3 separate regions of the Macaca mulatta genome follow, and regions 2 and 3 are each linked to region 1. Evidence: chromatin contacts called from public Hi-C data. All regions are on one chromosome and are shown on one strand. Each heading gives the region's core, a stretch centred on a gene start, on an enhancer-like site or on the middle of the called end of the contact. The rest is flanking DNA. Distances are from core to core; before and after follow the strand shown. Region 1 has its middle 210 kb from the start of ARL4C. Region 2 holds the start of ARL4C (ADP ribosylation factor like GTPase 4C). Region 3 overlaps LOC144333336 (a long non-coding RNA gene).

Region 1 (3,059 bases), core at 196-2,695:
GCATCAGATGGAGAGCACCAGTGGCTTGTCTGGCTCGAATCCAGGTTGGGGCCCTAGAGTGGCCACATTTGCTTGCTTTTGCTAAGGTAATTTCAGGTTTGGTAAGGCAGTGAGTGAAGATCTGTTGGGCAGGTGGTCTCCTGGTGCCCTGCAATCACATGCGTGAGTCTGCCTCTCCCATCTCACCCTAAAGGTGACTCATAGATCAACACCAAAGCCAGTTACACTGCCATCCGGCAGAACTCGTGCCCCAGACACCTTAGGAGGAAGTGGAGCCAGAAGTGAGAACACTCTGAGGGTGGAAAAACTCCAACAGTTCTTCTTCTGTTCTCACGCTACGCAACAACAATCAACACAGGAGGCTTCTATGACCAAACGTGTGGGGCTTTCTCCCCACACCGAGCAAACCGCCTGGACATGGACACCGGGATGAACTGGATGTCCTCCAGTTCGGTTCTGACCCTCTCCACCTGGAGACAGCGTCAGATCCCAGGGGTTGAGGGCTTAGTCCCCCAAGACCACCCCTGACTTTCAGACATCAGTCACTAGTACAGGCCTCTGGAAAGTCTGACAACCAGCTATAAATTGATAAAGACCCCCTCTTTATTAATTTGCTAGGGTGGCTCACAGAACTCAGGGAAACCCTTAGGTTTACCATAAAAGATGTTACAAAGGATACAGATGAAGAGATGGATAGGCGAGGTCTGGGGGAAGGGGTGCGGAGCTTCCACGCTCTCCCTGAGTGTGACTCTCTCCGGGAACCTCCATGGGTTCAGCTACCTAGAAACTCTTAGAACTCTGTCCTTTTGAGTTTTCATGGAAGCTTCATGACATAGGCAGGACCGGCCATTGATGGTCAACTTAACCTTCAGCTTTTCTCCCTTCCCTGGAGTTGGGGGTGGGGTTGAAAATCTCAACCCTCTAATCCTGCCTTGGTCTTTCCAATGACCAGCCCCACCCTGAAGCTACCTAGGGGCTGCCAGTCATTAGCCAACTCATCAGCATTCAAAAGGACATCACTTTGGAGATTCTAAGGATTTTAGGAGTTGTGTGTCAGGAAATGGAGTCCAAGACCAAATATATATCTCATAATATCACACTCCTAAACTCATAGGACACTGGTAAGGACACCAAGCCCAATTCCTCCCCATTTCTGAATCCCTGAGCTCCATGCTGTGCCCTGTGGCTGCTGCACAGTTGTTCTGAAGGGGCCCTGGCCTGCGTGTGCCTGATGCACACAGCTGGAGGGTGTCCTGCAGAGATGGGACCATTAGCTGGCAGGCATGTGGGGGGGAGGGGACAGGGGAGCACGTGCCATGGTTCAATTTATTCTGAGGTATTTGGGAGTCACTAAAGGCAGTCAGCAAGGGTGTGATGTAATCAACTGCATTTTAAAGTGATTGCTCCAGCTGCCTGTGGAGAATGGATTGGAGAAGGGCCAAAGGGGACTCAGGGACACCGGCTGGGAGGCTGTGCTACAGTTCCCAGGAAGGAAGTGGCTGCAACAGTGACAGAAAACACATAAACAGGGCAATGAGTCGACTATAGGGTGTTCGCGCAACCAGACATGCCCAGCCAAGAGAATCTCACCTCCTATGGGTCAGATGCAGATGCCTTCTAACCACTGGCATTGTGGTCTTCGGAATGAGCCTGGGAGTGATAGAAGTCTGGAGGGCCACAGGTGACCATATGAGCCACAGCATGTCTCGAGACCAGAGACATCCTTGCAGAATCAACAAGAAGAGAGCAAAGGACAGGAAGAGACTCAGGTACAACTTTTGTCTGCACAAACAATCCCCATCTTCACCACCTGAACGCCACCTCAGATGACCTACATGGGGCTGCTTTTGCCATCCACATGGCTAGGACTGTGTATCTGTAGTTGTCAACAACAATCAGGGGACCACATCAATTAAACTAGGAACTTTTCCACATAGTTTGGACTGAATCATATAAAGGTAGACAACGTCGTGCTATGTTGGTTCACAGAGCACTCTGAAATGATTCATTTTTCACTCCTTTGAGACGAAGGCAAACCTACAAGCAGAACAAACCACATCCGGAGAGGAAGTGATAAAGCTCAGAGGAGCAGCAAGAATAACCATGGCGACAATCTTGCAATTTAGAGGCTGCAAATAAGAGACATGTTTACTTTGGAAATGCAACTGAAAAAATGAAAAGCTGCAATGACAACAGCATAGCAACAATCTTCTCTTCTGGGCTCATCTATAAAAAAATGACAAGACATTGAACCATCTCCCAGGGACTGTATGTAAATCCAAGATTTCCTTTTGACATAACAGTGTGAAAGATCCTCAGTGAGGAAGGTGAATCATTCAGGCTTTTAAAATAGCTTTTTATTTTGAGCTATTGTAGATTCACCTGCAGTTGTAAGAAATACTAGATTCTGTGTACCCTTCACCCAGTTTCCCCTAATGGTAACACTTTGCATGAGGAAATTGGCATTGAAACAATAGTTCAGTTTTGAGAAGGTATCAGATATCAAGGAGATACCTTTTCATGTTTGGATAAAAATGTAACACTTCTGTATTGAAAAAAAAAAAACTAAAATTAAATTACAAGAAAACCAAACAGGAAAAAAAAAAAAAAAAAAGCTTTTGTATTACTCTTAGCAAGGATTTTATTCTATACAATGAGTATGTTCACATTTACAAGAAAAACATTAAGTAGCCTTTGAAAATATTTTGATGGCCTGTAGAATTATAACCAGAATCACTGCAATGCAGTAATATTTAAAGAAATGTAGGAGGCAACGTTGAATGAATTTACTGATTGAGATAGTGATATCATTGTTTTGAGGAATTATTGTTTGTGACCTTTCTGAAATCCTCCATCACTACCTTTTACATTCAGAAACTCATCAGGCCCTTTCAGCATTACATTATAAGAAATATAGTGTATCACACCTGTAATTCCAGCACTTTGGGAGGCCGAGGCGGGTGGATCACTTGAGGTCAGGAGTTTGAGACCAGCGTGAGCAACACGGTGAACCCCTATCTCTACTAAAAATACAAAAAAAAAAAAATTAGCCAGGCATG
Region 2 (3,059 bases), core at 364-2,863, 210 kb after region 1:
TGGTCCCCCCAGAGCCAACATGCCCCCCAGGTGGGTACGCCCAGGGTTCTGGGAAATGCATACCTCAGGTAACTCACAGGTGCGATCCCCCAGTGGGGGCGGGGCAGCCTGAACTTCTGGCCCAGCAGGAGTAGGAAGAAATCGCTTTTGTCTCTCCAACAATTGAGCCTCGCAACTGGGGCTGGGAGGGCGGACAGCAGGACCGGCACTTCCACTCCCCACCACGGTCCCCCGACCCCTTCAGTAGCTCTGGCGTTCAGACAAAAGGTCCCCTGAGCTGGGGGTGGGGGGCAGGTCGAGAGCAGGCCGGTAAACCAGCCTTCGCAGCTCCTTAAGTCACCAGTCCTGCATTTGGATGCAGAGATTCCGTTTTAAAAATTCGAAGCATCGCTTTGGTTCGCTGTCTTTGTTCGCGGGCGCGGGTTCTCGCTCATCCATCCATCCATCCATCCACCCATCCATCCATTCATTCTTGACGCACTCGCTCGCTCCCCGGTCGCTCCGGGCGCATTACCGCTTCTTCTTCTGCTTGAGGGACTTCCTGCGTTTCAGGATCATCTCATAGAGCTTGTCCATGCCCTCGGTGAGGCCCTCGCCGATGATGGCGCACGCCGGCTGGACGTGGTAGGTGGTGGCCGGGATGAGCTCGTGCAGCGCCAGCTGCTTCTCGATCTCGGCCACCGGCAGCGACTTGGGCAGGTCCTGCTTGTTGGCGATGACCAAGAGCGGCGTGCCCTGGTTCTCGGCGAACTTGGTCACCTTGTGCAGCTCCGTCTTGGCCTCCTCCAGCCGGTCCACGTCCACCGAGTCCACCACGTAGATGATGCCGTCCGTGCAACGGCTGTAGGACTTCCACAGCGGCCGCAGCTTCTCCTGGCCGCCCACGTCCCAGAAGTGGCAGCTGATGCCCTTGGCCGTGCCGTTGCTCAGCTTGATCTTCTCGGTGTTGAAGCCGATGGTGGGCACAGTGTTCACGAACTCGTTGAACTTGAGCCGGTAGAGCACAGTGGTCTTGCCGGCCGAGTCCAAGCCCAACATGACGATATGCAGGGACTGAAAGGCCGAGATGTTGGAGGAGATGTTGCCCATGGCTCCTGGCTGCGGCGCCGGCCACTGCGGCTGCGGCGGGAGGGCGCCGCCCCCCGAGCAGTCACGGGCCCAAAGCAGCCGGGCGCACCTGGGCCCCGCCCGCCGCCGCCCGCACCGGCCCCGGGCTCGGCGTCCCCCCGGGCGCACGGCTCGGTGCGCTCAGACGCCGCGGGCCCCGCGCCCTCGCTGGCCGGGCTCGCGATCGGCGGGCATCGCTTCTCTAAGCGAGGCTTTGTCTCCCACGAAGCCGCCTTGGATGTTCGACGCAGGAGGCTCGCGCCCGGCGCCCTCCCCAGGCCTGGGCTCGCTCTGTCGCTTCCTCGGGCCGCGCCCCCGCGCTCCGGCAGCGCCCGGGCTCTCCGCTCTCCCAGCGCCCGGCGCTCGCCTCTGGCCTGGAACGGCGCCGCTCCTGCTCTAGTTCCCGCTCCCGGGGCGCGGGCTTCCCCGGGAGTCGCTGTCCGCGCGGCCGCCTCACAGTCCCCGCAGTCCCCGCGCCGCCGCAGCAGCCGCCAGCCTGCAGCGGCCGGAGGGCGCCCGGGCCCGCCCCCTCGCGCCCCGCCCAGGACCCGCCCACGCCCCGCCCCGGGCCCCGCCCCGCACGCCGCCGGGGGTCAGGCGCGGTCCTCCCCGCCCTGCCGGCCGTTTTCGCGCGCTTCGCTGCGTCCCAGCCGCCAACCCCGGCCCCTCCCGCGCCGCGCGGCGCGGCGCAGACACAATGGGCCCGGAGCCGGCTCTTCCTCCCCAGCGGCTGACGCGTTTGCAAAAATAGCTCTCGGCTCCCGGAACCCCCGCCCGGACCCGAGCCCTGCCCGGCCGGGCCGCAGCGGTGGGCGACCAGCCTGTCTGAGGGAGTGGGTTCCCGGGTCCCAGCCCTGGGCGCGAGGCGGGGCGGGGCGGGCCAGGGTGACTGGGAGAGCGCCGCGCTGAGGAGTGAGGGCGGCGAGGTCGGGGCCTCCAACCCCAAGATGCGACGGGACGGGGCTGGCCTCAGTGAGCCGCCAGCCTGCGCTCTGGATCCAGAGGCGCGTCCCCACCCACCCTCGCGCCGCGGCAGTGGCCGACCCCGGCCCCTGCCCCTAGTGACGCCCAGGCTCGCCTCCTGCCTGGGTTCCAGCGGGCTGCACCCGGCCAACGCCGCCCTCCGGAGCCCAGGCCTGTGCCCAGGGCACCCTGGAGGCCTAGCCTTTCTTGCCCGGTGGCAGCGGTTGGGGCAGGGGTCGGACCTAGGCCGCGATGGGGGATTAGAAGACCTCCCTGCCCCAAGTAACTCGGACAGCTCACCCTCCCAGACACTCGCCTGGGCTGCCTCATTTCGTCCGTCCCCATCGACTCTGCTGACATCCCAGGGGAAGCGTCAGCATTTCGGGAGAGCACCCCTTGCCACCCGACTTTGGGAACTGAGAACCACCCGCCCGCAGGTGAACTACTCCACAGAAATGGCAACAGCAGCCCCGAGGGCTGAAAGAAAATGTGTCTACAGCTTGGAGCTGGTGGCATCGTGGGTTACAAACACTGATATTTCACGGGTTCCACCTCCTGTCACCCCGATTCAGTGGTTTTATTCTGGTTTGCAAACACGTAACAAATGCATATCCTCCCTGGGTGCGGAGAAGTATATTATGGCAAACACACAGATCTGGGGAGAGCTGCTGCGCAGGAGACAGCCGGCCACAGCATGGGCGACCGCATCTTCCCAGCTCTAGCTTGTGAGACAGAAACGATGGAAACGGGGTCAAGGGAGAAGAAAATGAAAATGCTAATCATTTATGAATAAAAGCTAGAATTTTAGACAAATACTTTATGACCTTCCGTTCACAAATCACAGAAAAACATTTAATGTCGTTGGTACCAAAGCATGTGAGAAGACCCCACCTGTAAAAGGAATGACAAGCCACCACCACCCCTACCCTTGGAATTCCCAAGGCGGCAGTCGGGGCGATCATCCACTCTCCTGAGTGGGTCCGGGGGTA
Region 3 (3,059 bases), core at 247-2,746, 140 kb after region 1:
GGGGTGAGAGCGAGCTAAGTGGTAGCTGGTGGCGGGACCCTGGTGGTTGAGTTTTATTGGGAATGAGGCTGGACAGGGAGTGACTATAAGGCTCAGCTGGTCGTAGCAGAGGTGGGAAGGGAGTTTAGGGAACTCAGTCCCTTGGCTCCATGCCTGGGGACACAGCATAGGTGAGCCTGGTGGGCAGGTTGACCTGCTGACGGTCTCTTCAGACCCCTGTCCCAGCTAGTCCCTGGGGACCCGTCCGCTTGGACCTGACTCCTTGGGGGTGAGTTTCCCAGGCTCTGCCCTTCCCCTTTCACCTGGCCATGCTTTAGCATCTTCATCTGGAGGAATGAGGAGGTTTGGATGACCTGCCTGGTGCCAGGGCAGGGCAACTACCACCCTGAGTCACGTTCTGCTGGTGTCTTTCAATTAGGCAGGAAAGCTCACTTCACAAGGAGCTTCTGTGTCACCAGAGTTATATGGAAAGGAAGACATCAAGGCAGCACTCAGGGGCATGCGGAAAGAAGCAGAGGATGGGCCACAGAGGGCCCTCCCACTCTCCCAGGGTCCTCCCTACCCTCCTCCCAGATTTTGTCTCCTAGGCCACTCCACCCACTGCATATGGGGGTGGGTGTGGCGCCCAGTTCCTCACCCTCTGGGACATAGAACTCCACCTACCCACAAAACCCACTTCCTCAGAAGCGTTAGGGCTGCCTTGGTGCCCTAACTGCACGTGTCGGGGGCGGGACTGGGGAAGGGGCAGTTAGGGCTGAACCCAGCAGGTGGGAAGCAAGCTTGCCCAGCTCTAGGTTTCTTGTGAACCCTCAGGACCTGTCTTTGAAGGTGGTCCTGAGACTTCTGGAAGAAATGAAAATGATGACGATTACAAAGACGAAGTGAGAAAGTGTTAATCACAGATCTTCCTCCCCTATCAGGTCGCCCTGTGTCAGTTTAACAATGACAAAAAAAAAAAAAAAAAAAGTCACACACACACCCTGAGAAGGGAAACGCTTTGTTTTTCTGCACTCTCTGAGCTCCATCAGATAATGGAACTGCTGCGCTCTCTGTTCTGCCACTCTGCATTGACGGATTTCATGGCAGAGTAGCACTTTGGAAATGGAAGTTTCTCTTCTACTTCCTAAGTGAGGGAGACCCAGAATCCAAGAAGGGATCCTTGGCTCAGGAAATCACCTTGGTGGCCGGGGACAGGTGGAGCGTCAGCATCTAACCTGTGTGAAGAAGCTCCCCACGCAGCCATAGGCCCCTCTGCCCCATCACAGTCCCCAAAAGTTTCCAGGAGTGTCAACAGATGGGGGAGGGATCAGCCACTCTCACCCTCCGAACTGTGAGCGTTTCTCTTCCCATTTCTCCAGGAAGCAGTGGCCATGCGGTTGCCCAAAGCAGATTTCAAAAGAGAAACTTAGAAGAGGCTTCTGGGACTAGCAACCCTCCACTCAGGGTGGAACCAAGTTCAGGGAGCGCCTCTCCCCAGACAGCTGAAATTAACGCAGAGGTGAACGCCTTCTCCCTCGGAAGCAGAGCGAGAATGGTTCTTGATTACACTGAGCCTATGGAACAGCTCCCACTGTTCAAGAGCCAAGATTAGTGTGAAGCACCTCTCAATCATTTAAGATTTGATTGTTTAACATGAGGTTTGGGGGGATTCGTCTCAGAGCAGATGTCAATAATCGACCCCATCATCCACATGGCTCCCTAGCTTGCACCATGAGCCAGCCACTGCTGCTTCTGGATACTGGGGTGTCCGGCAAATCCTCCTACCCCCGTCTCTCCCTTCTAGATTTTTCTGAGCTGCCACTTCCTCTCACCCTCCAGGCAGGCAGGGTCTGAAAACCCCTCCCTCAGAAAAGGTTACATCAAACTTATTTGATGCACACAAATTCCCCGAGGGAGAATCCATTGACAAGCAGGTTCCGGGGCCCTGGGGCTGGGGCTTGAGAGCCTGGGTCTGTAACACACCCAGGCGTGGCTCATGGCCAGGCCACACCAGGAGTAGCCAAGGTTTTAGTGCATTACTTATAGTGGGACTCTCTCTAGCTGGGCCATCCTGGAGGCCATCCTCTTCATTTCAGATCAGTTTGCCCCTCCCTGTTTCTCAAAGCTGCTTACTGTTTGCTGGAAGGGAAGGCTGGACTCCTCCACCCCATCTTCCACCCCTGCCTTCCTTTCCCCTCTGCGCCACACCCATTTCTCTGCTTTCTGGTCTGTTTCCTGTACAACTTTAGGACATTGCCTCCATTCACGTTACCTTGTTGTTGTTTTTTAAATGAGCTCTAGTTAAGATAACCAATTGCTGCAGACAAAACCAGCTCAAAACAATTTAATCCACGCTTGGAGAGAGGGAGAAAGAAATGCACTCTGCAGAGGAACCTGAGGAATGTAGAGCATCATTCAATCAACAACTATTCCAGGCATTTCCCTGAGAATACAGACTTCCCACCCACCTCAAGCCCTCCAGGAACCTGCCATTATCACCACGTCACTGTGCAGCGTCACACCAGGAAGTACCCAGAAAACTTAGCATGATCCTCCGGAAGCCTCACCCCTTACCGGCGACCACCCTTCTGCTATATCCAGTCCTTTTTCTCAGCATAAGTATTTTACACACTTGATATCCGTGTAATTTAAAATCTATTTCTTGACATTTTTCCTTAATAAGTTTTTAACTGTCACTAAAAATTCCTGAAAAAAATGTTATATAACTCTTTCCGTTCATTTACTTAATCATTTCCCTATTGTTGCAGACATAGAATCCAACTTAGGATTTGTTTTGTGGAACGTTTCTTTGTTGTTTTTTGAGACGGAGTCTCGCTCCGTCACCGAAGCTGGAGTGCAGTGGGGCAATCTCGGCTCACTGGGGCCGTGTTCTGCCTCCCGTGTTCAATCGATTCTCCTGCCTCAGTCTCCTGAGTAGCTGGGATTACAGGCACCCGCCACCATGCCCAGCTAATTTTTGTAATTTTAGCAGAAATAGGGTTTTGCCATGTTGGCCAGGCTGGTCTTGAACTCCCGACCTCAGGTGATCCGCCTGCCTCGGCCTCCTAAAGTGCTGGGAT

The links. Hi-C and Micro-C count contacts between places; a contact is called where the count stands out from the background.
Region 2: a Hi-C map of blood shows a contact between it and region 1, with 5 times the contacts expected there. The contact joins the promoter of ARL4C here to the enhancer-like site in region 1. A contact is called at or near these places in 4 of 14 Hi-C or Micro-C datasets (CD4 T cells, blood, fibroblasts and 1 more).
Region 3: a Hi-C map of blood shows a contact between it and region 1, with 3 times the contacts expected there. The contact joins two enhancer-like sites. A contact is called at or near these places in 2 of 14 Hi-C or Micro-C datasets (CD4 T cells and blood).

What each region holds. Positions count from the first base shown.
Region 1 is chr12:139,564,681-139,567,739 of T2T-MMU8v2.0, forward strand. No RefSeq gene overlaps it. Among named protein-coding and RNA genes, the nearest start is that of ARL4C, 210 kb to the right of the region's middle. Within about 2 kb of position 1,446, at least 18 of the 40 cell types and tissues checked have an H3K27ac peak or open chromatin away from gene starts, as enhancers often do. A contact at or near this core is called in CD4 T cells and blood, where this site is marked.
Region 2 is chr12:139,770,040-139,773,098 of T2T-MMU8v2.0, forward strand. It overlaps ARL4C (ADP ribosylation factor like GTPase 4C), which reads right to left and starts at 1,614. Exons shown (of 1, transcript XM_015111395.3): 1 at 1-1,614. The coding sequence starts at 1,089. The coding sequence ends at 511.
Region 3 is chr12:139,702,070-139,705,128 of T2T-MMU8v2.0, forward strand. All of the region lies in intron 1 of LOC144333336 (a long non-coding RNA gene), which reads right to left. Among named protein-coding and RNA genes, the nearest start is that of ARL4C, 68 kb to the right of the region's middle. Within about 2 kb of position 1,497, at least 15 of the 40 cell types and tissues checked have an H3K27ac peak or open chromatin away from gene starts, as enhancers often do. A contact at or near this core is called in CD4 T cells and blood, where this site is marked.